2 separate regions of the Canis lupus genome follow, and region 2 is linked to region 1. Evidence: chromatin contacts called from public Hi-C data. All regions are on one chromosome and are shown on one strand. Each heading gives the region's core, a stretch centred on a gene start, on an enhancer-like site or on the middle of the called end of the contact. The rest is flanking DNA. Distances are from core to core; before and after follow the strand shown. Region 1 holds the start of MATR3 (matrin 3). Region 2 has its middle 45 kb from the start of MATR3.

Region 1 (3,957 bases), core at 692-3,191:
CTCACTTGTACTATTATTTAGCGATTGCATATCCTAAAAGCACTAACGAATTTTGTATGTTTAAAGACTTCTTTAACGTAAGGATCAGATCAAAAGTGGCTAAATCCTCTCAAATTACTTCAAAATGCTTTGTAAAGGCAACTTCACTTACACACAGCTGAGAAGGGAGTTGAGTGAAACGCCAAAGTGAAAACGTCCTCTCGGAGTAAAATACACGTTAATGATTTAGCCATATAAATATAAATGTTAACTGCAAGGCAAGAATTTTAAATTTAAAGCACTTCACCACAAACATATTCCAGCTAAAGATCTCTTCTCCCAATCTTACATAACAAACCAGAACAATTCTCATTTAGTACTTTGTGTTCAATTTTGAGTTTGAAAAACATTAAGTGCAAAAGGCAAACAGCGTATTTGCAACAAAAATCTTTCTCCACCTTCCATTTCTAAAACATTACTGTTGAAAAATTATGACGACAGACTGCGCAGATGACTGAGCTATTGACTTTTCAAAAACAAATTTTATTTTCAACCTTTATGAAAACAGCCTAAAATAGAATTTTTGCCCGCGGAGTACAACTGTTTAAATTTATCCACTACTTAAAAATCTTAAACCAAAGTCTATTCCACAGAACGCAGCATCAAGACAAAAATCTCATGACTAAGACCTGGGAAATCAACGACTCTCACATATTCCAGTGCGCTTGAAAAACTAGAAATTTCGGAATCGCCATAAGCGTTCTAGAAATATCTGTCTGGAAAACGGTAACTGATCCAATAGGAATATTCCACAGTATAGGGCACACAGGAAGAAAAACATCTAGGAGAATTCTTCCACGGCAAACGGGAAAAGTCCCTGTAAAACCCCGAACACGGCACAAGGCTAGCAATGAAAAGAACAACGATGTGCCGAATACACCACGGTACTCCAAACCCTTTGTCTGGAAACCGGAAGGTCCCACAACACACGATCTTCTTTAGGGGAACGCAGACTGATAATACCTTAATAAAAAGAAAAGGAATAGGAGGGGATTCTTTAAACAAGTCTCTTGGCTCGCAGCCTACAGCAGAAGGCTTTCTCCACGACGCAATACGAAAAACAAGCGTTAACGTTTCATTTTTCGGCCATTTTTACGCGATGGGGGTGGGGAGGAATTGTTTCTGAGGTCCGGCTAAAATCCCGCGCGCATGTGTGTGGGCGGGGGACAGGGAGTCTTAGGGGGCGCTATGAAGCTATGGGCCAAAAGCAGAGCGAAGGCCGTGACACCAAGAGAAGAAAGAAACGCTACTCAAATGGCAGCTTTTGAATCTGCGAAATCCTCCATTTTGCGGCACATTTTAAAGGGGCAAAGAGAAAAAAAAAAAACAACAACAAACACACACCTATCTGGGGCTGGCGCTATCCCAAGACTTCGCTGCTTTAACTATTCTCCCCAAACGGCAGGCCCCCTATGGACAGTCAGTCCCTCAGGCCTCGAGCGCGCTCCTCCCTTCGCCTCAGAGCACCAGCCCGCGTGTAACGGGCTCTTGGTCCCGCCCCCGCCCACAGCAAGCCCAGGACGCGGTAAGCTCGGCCGATCGGCTGCCCTCGGCGCCCCCTGACTCTTCCTCCGCACCCCGGGCCCTTGGCTGGCCGCAGGTCTCCCTCCGGGACCGCTCACCTCCGCCGCCCGAGGAGGCTGGTTGCGCCGCCACTGCGCTCCTAACATGGCGGCCGCCGATCAGGCGGCTCACATACGCAGCGAGGAGGGAGGCAGAGCGGGCGAGCGGGAGCGAGCAAGAAAGGCGCGCCGCCGGCTCCCCGCGGCCCCTGTCGCCGTCGCTGCCTCCTCCCGGCGGACGCCGAGAGCCCCCGGCCACCCCACCCCGATTCTTACCCGCTTCACGCCTACCTTAAGGAAAGGGAGAGGGAAAAGGAGAGGTACCTCTCTCCCAGCGAGCGGGACGCGGAGGCTCCCACAATCCCCCGCAGCAACGGCACTGGTAAGAGGTGGCAGCGGCGGCTGCAGCCCAAGAACAAACCTGCTCTCGCGAGAGTCCACCCCCCCCCCCGCCCCCCGCTCGCAGGTCCTGTCTCGGCGCGCGCCGGCCCCTCCCCCCTACTCTGGGCGCGCACACCACCCGCGCCCTGCACCGCGGTCGTTGTTCTCTAATCCTGCAGCCCGCCTGTGGCGGGAAATGGATAGAGAGCCGCAATTTACGGGTTCGAGTCCCAGTCCTCAAAGCTTTTTCCCAGCCCTTAAACTTCATGGTGCGAAATTTAAATAAGGGTATGTGTTAGAAGCGAGTCGCAGGTCACTAGCTTAGACCCGATTTCTATTCTGATTATTCTCTCAGTATTTGCCGAGGAATAGTAGCGAGCGCCAGACGGGGAAAGATAGCAGGATTTTCACATGTGCAATTCGGGAACCTCCATCAGTCCACCCAAAACACCGCCGCCACTTTGAATTTGATTGAATGTAGGACACTCGAGTCTGATGGAGGTTCCCGAATTGCACATGTGAAAATCCTGAGGTAGACTTTGAGAAACTACAGTAAGGCTGGCGGAAAGGGCCATTTCCCTGGGTTTTCAAATTTAAAAAGCAGAGGGGGGCAGCCCCGGTGGGGCAGCGGTTTAGCGCCGCCTGCAGCCCAGGGTGTGATCCTGAAGACCTGGGATCGAATCCCACGTCGGGCTCCCTGTGTGGAGCCTGTTTCTCCCTCTGCCTCTCTTTCTCTGTCTCTCATGAATAAATAAATAAAATCTCTAAAATAAATAAATAAATAAAAATAGGGATCCCTGGGTGGCGCAGCGGTTTGGCGCCTGCCTTTGGCCCTGGAGACCCGGGATCGAATCCCACGTCGGGCTCCCGGTGCATGGAGCCTGCTTCTCCCTCTGCCTGTGTCTCTGCCTCTGTGTGTGTGTGTGTGTGCGTGTGTGACTATCATAAATAAATTAAAAAAAATAAAAAATAAAAGCAGAGGGCCCCGCAGTCACCTGGAACCTGAGTTAAATTAGTGAATACAAATACTAATAGCACTCAAATTTTTAAGATCTTGACTGTGCTGAATCAGATTTGCATCTTTGAAAAATCATTCGGAGTCCTCTGAGAAGATAGTGGAGACCAGGAGAAAACTGGAGTTCCTCTAGGACTAGATATGGAAGATGAGGAAGGTAAGTGTTCTGGATGAATGACAGCTCAATGGTTAGCAGTGCTGTTAACTGGCACTTGCAGAGTACCAGGAGGAGAGACCATAAGGTAAGATGTTTGGCTTTTATTTTATTTATTTGGCATCAATTTTAAAGGAGTGGATTTATGGGTCCTGAGCACAGGGGGAAAAGATGTGGGTTAGTGGCACATCTGAGTTAAGGACATAAGTGAAGCAATGGGATTTGAAAGAAGCTGGAGACAATACAGTGAAAATAGAGGACTTAGGACCTTGAGAAGCTTATCAGGCAGAGTTGAATGGCAAAGGAGACCAAATTCAAATTAAGCACAAGGAGGGTGGGAACAAAAAGTTTTGGGAAGAGCAGGGAGGCACAGAAATTGTACCACCTTGACAGCTAAAATAGAGGTCGAGTCCTCTAAGCGAAGGGGAGTGAAATTTGAGAGCTATTAGTATTTGTATTCACTAATTTACTTGAGGTTCCAGGTGACTGCGGGGCCCTCTGCTTTTAAATTTGAAAACCCAGGGAGATGGCCCTTTCCACCAGCCTTACTGTAGTTTCTCAAAGTCTACCTCAGGATTTTTGAACTGGGCTTTCAATCTTCGCTTTCTACTTGGTGAGCCTTTGATTCCAAGTAATCTTGGCTAAGACTTCCCTTTATGTTGTTTCCAGCTCTTCGATGAAACAAGAACAGGGAAAATTAGGACTAAAAACATCTACAGAAGATTTAGCTAGTGTGGACATCATCCTTAATGTTACGGACTTGTTTCCAGTAAAGTGGGAGAGGAAGTCAGACTGGAGGTGCAAAG
Region 2 (4,141 bases), core at 1,270-3,769, 44 kb before region 1:
GCCCAGGGCGTGATCCTGGAGACCCGGGATCGAATCCCACATCAGGCTCCCGGTGCATGGAGCCTGCTTCTCCCTCTGCCTGTGTCTCTGCCTCTCTCTCTCTCTCTCTCTGTGACTATCATAAATAAAAAATTTAAAAAAAAATTAAAAAAAAAAAAAAGGCTTGGCGGAAGGGCACCACCAAGAGTGGAGCCTGCGGCTTAATTGGACTCAACACAGGAAATGTCACCCAACCCGGACACAGATTGATAGCTCTTCTCAGTTCCGTGGGTGGTGGTGCTTGGCCATTCTTAGTTGGTGGAGCAATTTGTCTGGTTAATTCCGATAACAAACGAGACTGTCATTCTAAGTAGTTACACGACTCCCAAGCGATTGGCGTCCCCCAGCTTCTTAGAGGGACAAGTGGCATTCAGCCAACCGAGATTGAGCAATAAATAACAGGTCTGTGTCGCCCTTACATGTCCGGGGCTGCATGTGGCTCAGCGTGTGCCTACCTTATGCCACCCCGGCATTCATGATGGGTATCGGGGATGGCAAGGATTCCCTATGAACAAGGAATTCCCGGTAGGTGGGGGGTCATAAGCTTGCGTTAAGTCCGTGACCTTTGTACACACTGCCCGTCTCTACTACCGACTGGAAGGTTTAGTGACGCCTTCCGGATCGCTCCCCGCCCCCCACCCCCTTGGCCAACGTCCTGGCAGAGTGCTGAGAAGATGGTCCAACTTAACTAGAGGAAGTAAAAGTCCTAACAAGGTTTCCATTTGTGAACCTGCAGAAGGATCATTAATGAGAATGCAGCAGCGGCTGGCCTGCGGGTGCGGGCTTCAGCTTGCGGAGTTTTCACCGCTGCGGTGCGGGCGGGCCAGCGTGCTGCCACCTGCGAGCCTCGGGGACGAGAGAAGCGCGTATGCACCGGGGGAAAGGGGTTGTGTGAGGCAGATGGAAGAAGGGTCGGGGCTGCCTGGAGGCGCAACCCAGCCCAGAGACTCGACGTCCTCGGGCGGGGGCGGGGGCGCGGCGGACGGCGGTGATCGCCCAGAGGGAAGGAGGGCGCCGGCGACGACTTCTGGTGGGGGGAGGCGGCCCGTGCCCTCCTCCCGTGGCCCTGGCGGGCGGGGGGGGATCTTCGACATCTTCCCCTCCCGGGGCTGCCGCCGCGGGGTCCGACACCGCCCCTTCGGCGGTTGCGGCTCGTCCTTCTGCTCCATGGCCCCCTCCACACCCCGCCTTCCCCGCGCAGGTTGGTCAAGGGTTGTGGGGGAGGCGCGCACCCCCCGACCTTCGCCTTCCGCACTGGTCGTCCCTAGTCACGGCCGCGCCCCACACGGGGCGCGCTTGGCCCATCTCCGGTTGTGCGACAAGGCGGCAGGCCCCCCGCGACGTCGGGGGCGCTGGGGAAGGGTCGGGTCCGCCCGACCCCGGGGGGCCTCGGAGCCTCCGCTCACGCGGGGGGCGCCCGCCCAGGAACGTTCTCCCGGCCAGCGGACTGCTGCTCCGCCCCCGCCCCCCCGCTTAGCGCGTCTCCCTCCTCGCCCGCCGCCCCAGCCCTGGTCATCCCGTCGCCTTCTCCGTCCCCACCTCCACCGCCCCTACTCGCGCGCCCTGCCGGCTCGCGCCTCGCTTCCCGCTGCAGCAGCCCCGCACTCAGGCGACGGAGGCCTGGGTCGCGGATGTGGGGAGCGCCGGGCGGGGGCGGGATTCTAAGGTGCCGTGGCTCGGGCTGCTTCGGAAGCAAGGTCGAGCCAGGACCGCCCCCGTGGCTTTAGGGGCGGGAAGGGACCCGGGAGAGAGGATAGCATCGGGCGGTGGCGGGGCCTGCGTCCCGGGCCGGCAGCGTCAGGGGCTCGTGCCCCTTGCGGAGTGTTGGCCGCGCCCGGTCCCCGCGCCGTCGTGGCGGCCGCCTGTGCCCTCGTTCCCCCGTAAGGCCTCGCCCGTCCCGCACCCCCGTCCAGGTACAGCGCGCGTCCCGGTCCCGAGGTTTAAGGACCCCTTGGGGGTCGCCGTCCGCCTCAGGACGGGGCGGTCGGGCCAGTGGGGACAGTCCCTTCTCCCCCAGACTCCGCCGCCCGAGCCCTCTCCCAGGGCTGGGATCGTCGCGGCCGCCGGGAGGGGCTGCCCCGTGGCCGTCAGGCCGCGCGCCGGCGCATGTGCCCCGCGTCCCCGGTGTGGGGCGGCGCAGGTGGGAGCCCCTGGGCGCCTGTGGGGTTGTCCGAGCTCATCCCCCCACGCGCGTGCGCGGGGTCGGTGGCCGGTCGCCCCGTCGTCCGACCCTCCAGAAACTCTTGGAGCGTGAGTGTGGTGTCGTGCTTTCCGGGCCTGCGGGAGGCTCCCTCCGGGAGGTGCCGAGCCAGGGGCGGGGCTTCCCCTCCGCTCCAAACTCGTGGGACTCCGCGGAGGATCGCTCGGCTCCTGCGGTGATGAAGGACGCAGCTAGCTGCGGGGATTAATGTGCACCGCAGGACACACCGATCAGGGAAACGGCAGACGCACTTGCGGCCCCGGGCTCCTCTCGCGGCTACGGCCTGGCCTGAGCGTCGCTGGGCGATCAATCGCCGCCCCCCGGGAGTCTTGTCCCCGCCTCCCGCCCAGGGGGTGGCGCGGCTGGGGGTTCCCTCGCGAGGTCCGTGGTGCGGACGCTCCGTCCCCCTAAGGGCAGACTCGGAGGCCGCCTCCGCCCCCCCACCCGGTCCCCGCGGCTCCCGGCCCACCCCCGCCCCGCCTCGCCCCGCCGGGAGCGTGCGGGGACGGTGGGCGGTGAGTGGGGTCGAGAACCGAGCGGGCGCCGGGGCGGGGGGGGGGGGGGGGTGGCGCCGCCTCCGAGGAAGGGAGAGAGAGGCGAGAGCTGGCGACGAGGGCGGTGGCTGCTGCGGTTCCCTCTGGGGGGATCCCTCGCGCCACCCGCGGCCTTGGCGGTCACCCGGGTTGTGCTTTGGGGGCGGCTGTGTCCCGTGCCGCTGGCGGGTCGTGGTCAGTCGAGGTGCGGGCGGCGGCCGCGCTGATCCCGGCCGCGTTCCCGTCCCCCACCCTGGCCCGCGCCGCCCCTCGCCTCCCAGCGGGCGATCCCGGCCTTCCCCCTGGCGGTGTGTCTCGCGCCGAGGCCGAGGCCGAGGCCGAGTCGCGCGCGGGGCGGAGACTCCGGGACACGAGAGCCCCGGGGGCGGCCGGCGGGACACCACGGCGCCGCTGCACGCTTCACCGCCCCGGGTTGCGGCCGCGCCGCGCTCCGCGCCGTGAGCCCCGGGTGCTCGGGGTCCACGGGGAAATAAGGGTGTCAGGGGGAAGGCGCCGCCAGTCCGGCGCCCGGCGAGGAGCCTGCGACAGAGTGAGCCGGGGGATGTCGCGGGCGGAGGAGGAGGAAAGCCGGGTGTCCCGCGGGTGGCGCGGCGGCGGGGTTGTTGGCGGCTGGGGTCCAGGGTGACCGCCGTGCCTCGACGCCCCCCTGCCCCCGCTGGTGCCCTGGTGCCCGCGCCTCCCCTCGCGGCGCACACACCCTCGCTCCCCTCCTTTCCCCCTCATTCGTCCTCTCCCGGTCCTCCAAGCCCGGCAGGGCCCTCCGCCTGCACCGCCTCGTGCTTGCATGCCCTCCGCCTGCACCGCCGCCACGTGCTTGCATGCCCTCCACCTGCACCGCCGGCTCCTGCTTGCATGCCCTCCGCCTGCACCGCTACCACGTGCTTGCATGCCGGGGTCCTCCGTGGGGCCGGTTGCATCTCCCTCCCCTCCTCTCCCGGCCTCACGGCCCCTCGCGCCCTGCCCTGGGCGTGCCCTCTGAGATGGAGGCTCAGATCAGACGTTGGCGACCCACTGAATTTAAGCATATTAGCAGAGAAAAAGAAACCAGGATTCCTTTAGTAAGGACGAGTGAACAAGGAAAATCCCAGCGCCGAATCCCCGCCACTCGGTGGGGCTCAGGAAATGCGGGTATGGAAGACCCACTCCCCGGCGGTCTTCTGATCCAGGCCCAGCCCGTGCAGGTGTGAGGCGTGTAGCGGACCCGGCGCACTGGGCCCTGGTCTCCCCGGCGTGGGGTTGCTTGGGAATGCAGCCCAAAGCGGTGGAAACTCCATCTAAGGCTAGAAGTACCGGCACAAGACCCATAGTCAACAGGTACTGTAAGGGAAGATTGAGAAGAGCTTTGAAG

What was found. A called contact is a pair of places that touch in the nucleus more often than the background predicts.
Region 2: a contact with region 1 is called in a Hi-C map of skin fibroblasts, with 2.4 times the contacts expected there. The contact joins the enhancer-like site here to the promoter of MATR3 in region 1. A contact is called at or near these places in 2 of 9 Hi-C or Micro-C datasets (amygdala and skin fibroblasts).

What each region holds. Positions count from the first base shown.
Region 1 is chr11:26,808,862-26,812,818 of UU_Cfam_GSD_1.0, reverse strand. MATR3 (matrin 3) reads right to left here and starts at 1,941. Exons shown (of 15, transcript NM_001205258.1): 1 at 1,893-1,941.
Region 2 is chr11:26,853,514-26,857,654 of UU_Cfam_GSD_1.0, reverse strand. No RefSeq gene overlaps it. Among named protein-coding and RNA genes, the nearest start is that of MATR3, 45 kb to the right of the region's middle. Within about 2 kb of position 2,519, at least 6 of the 20 cell types and tissues checked have an H3K27ac peak or open chromatin away from gene starts, as enhancers often do.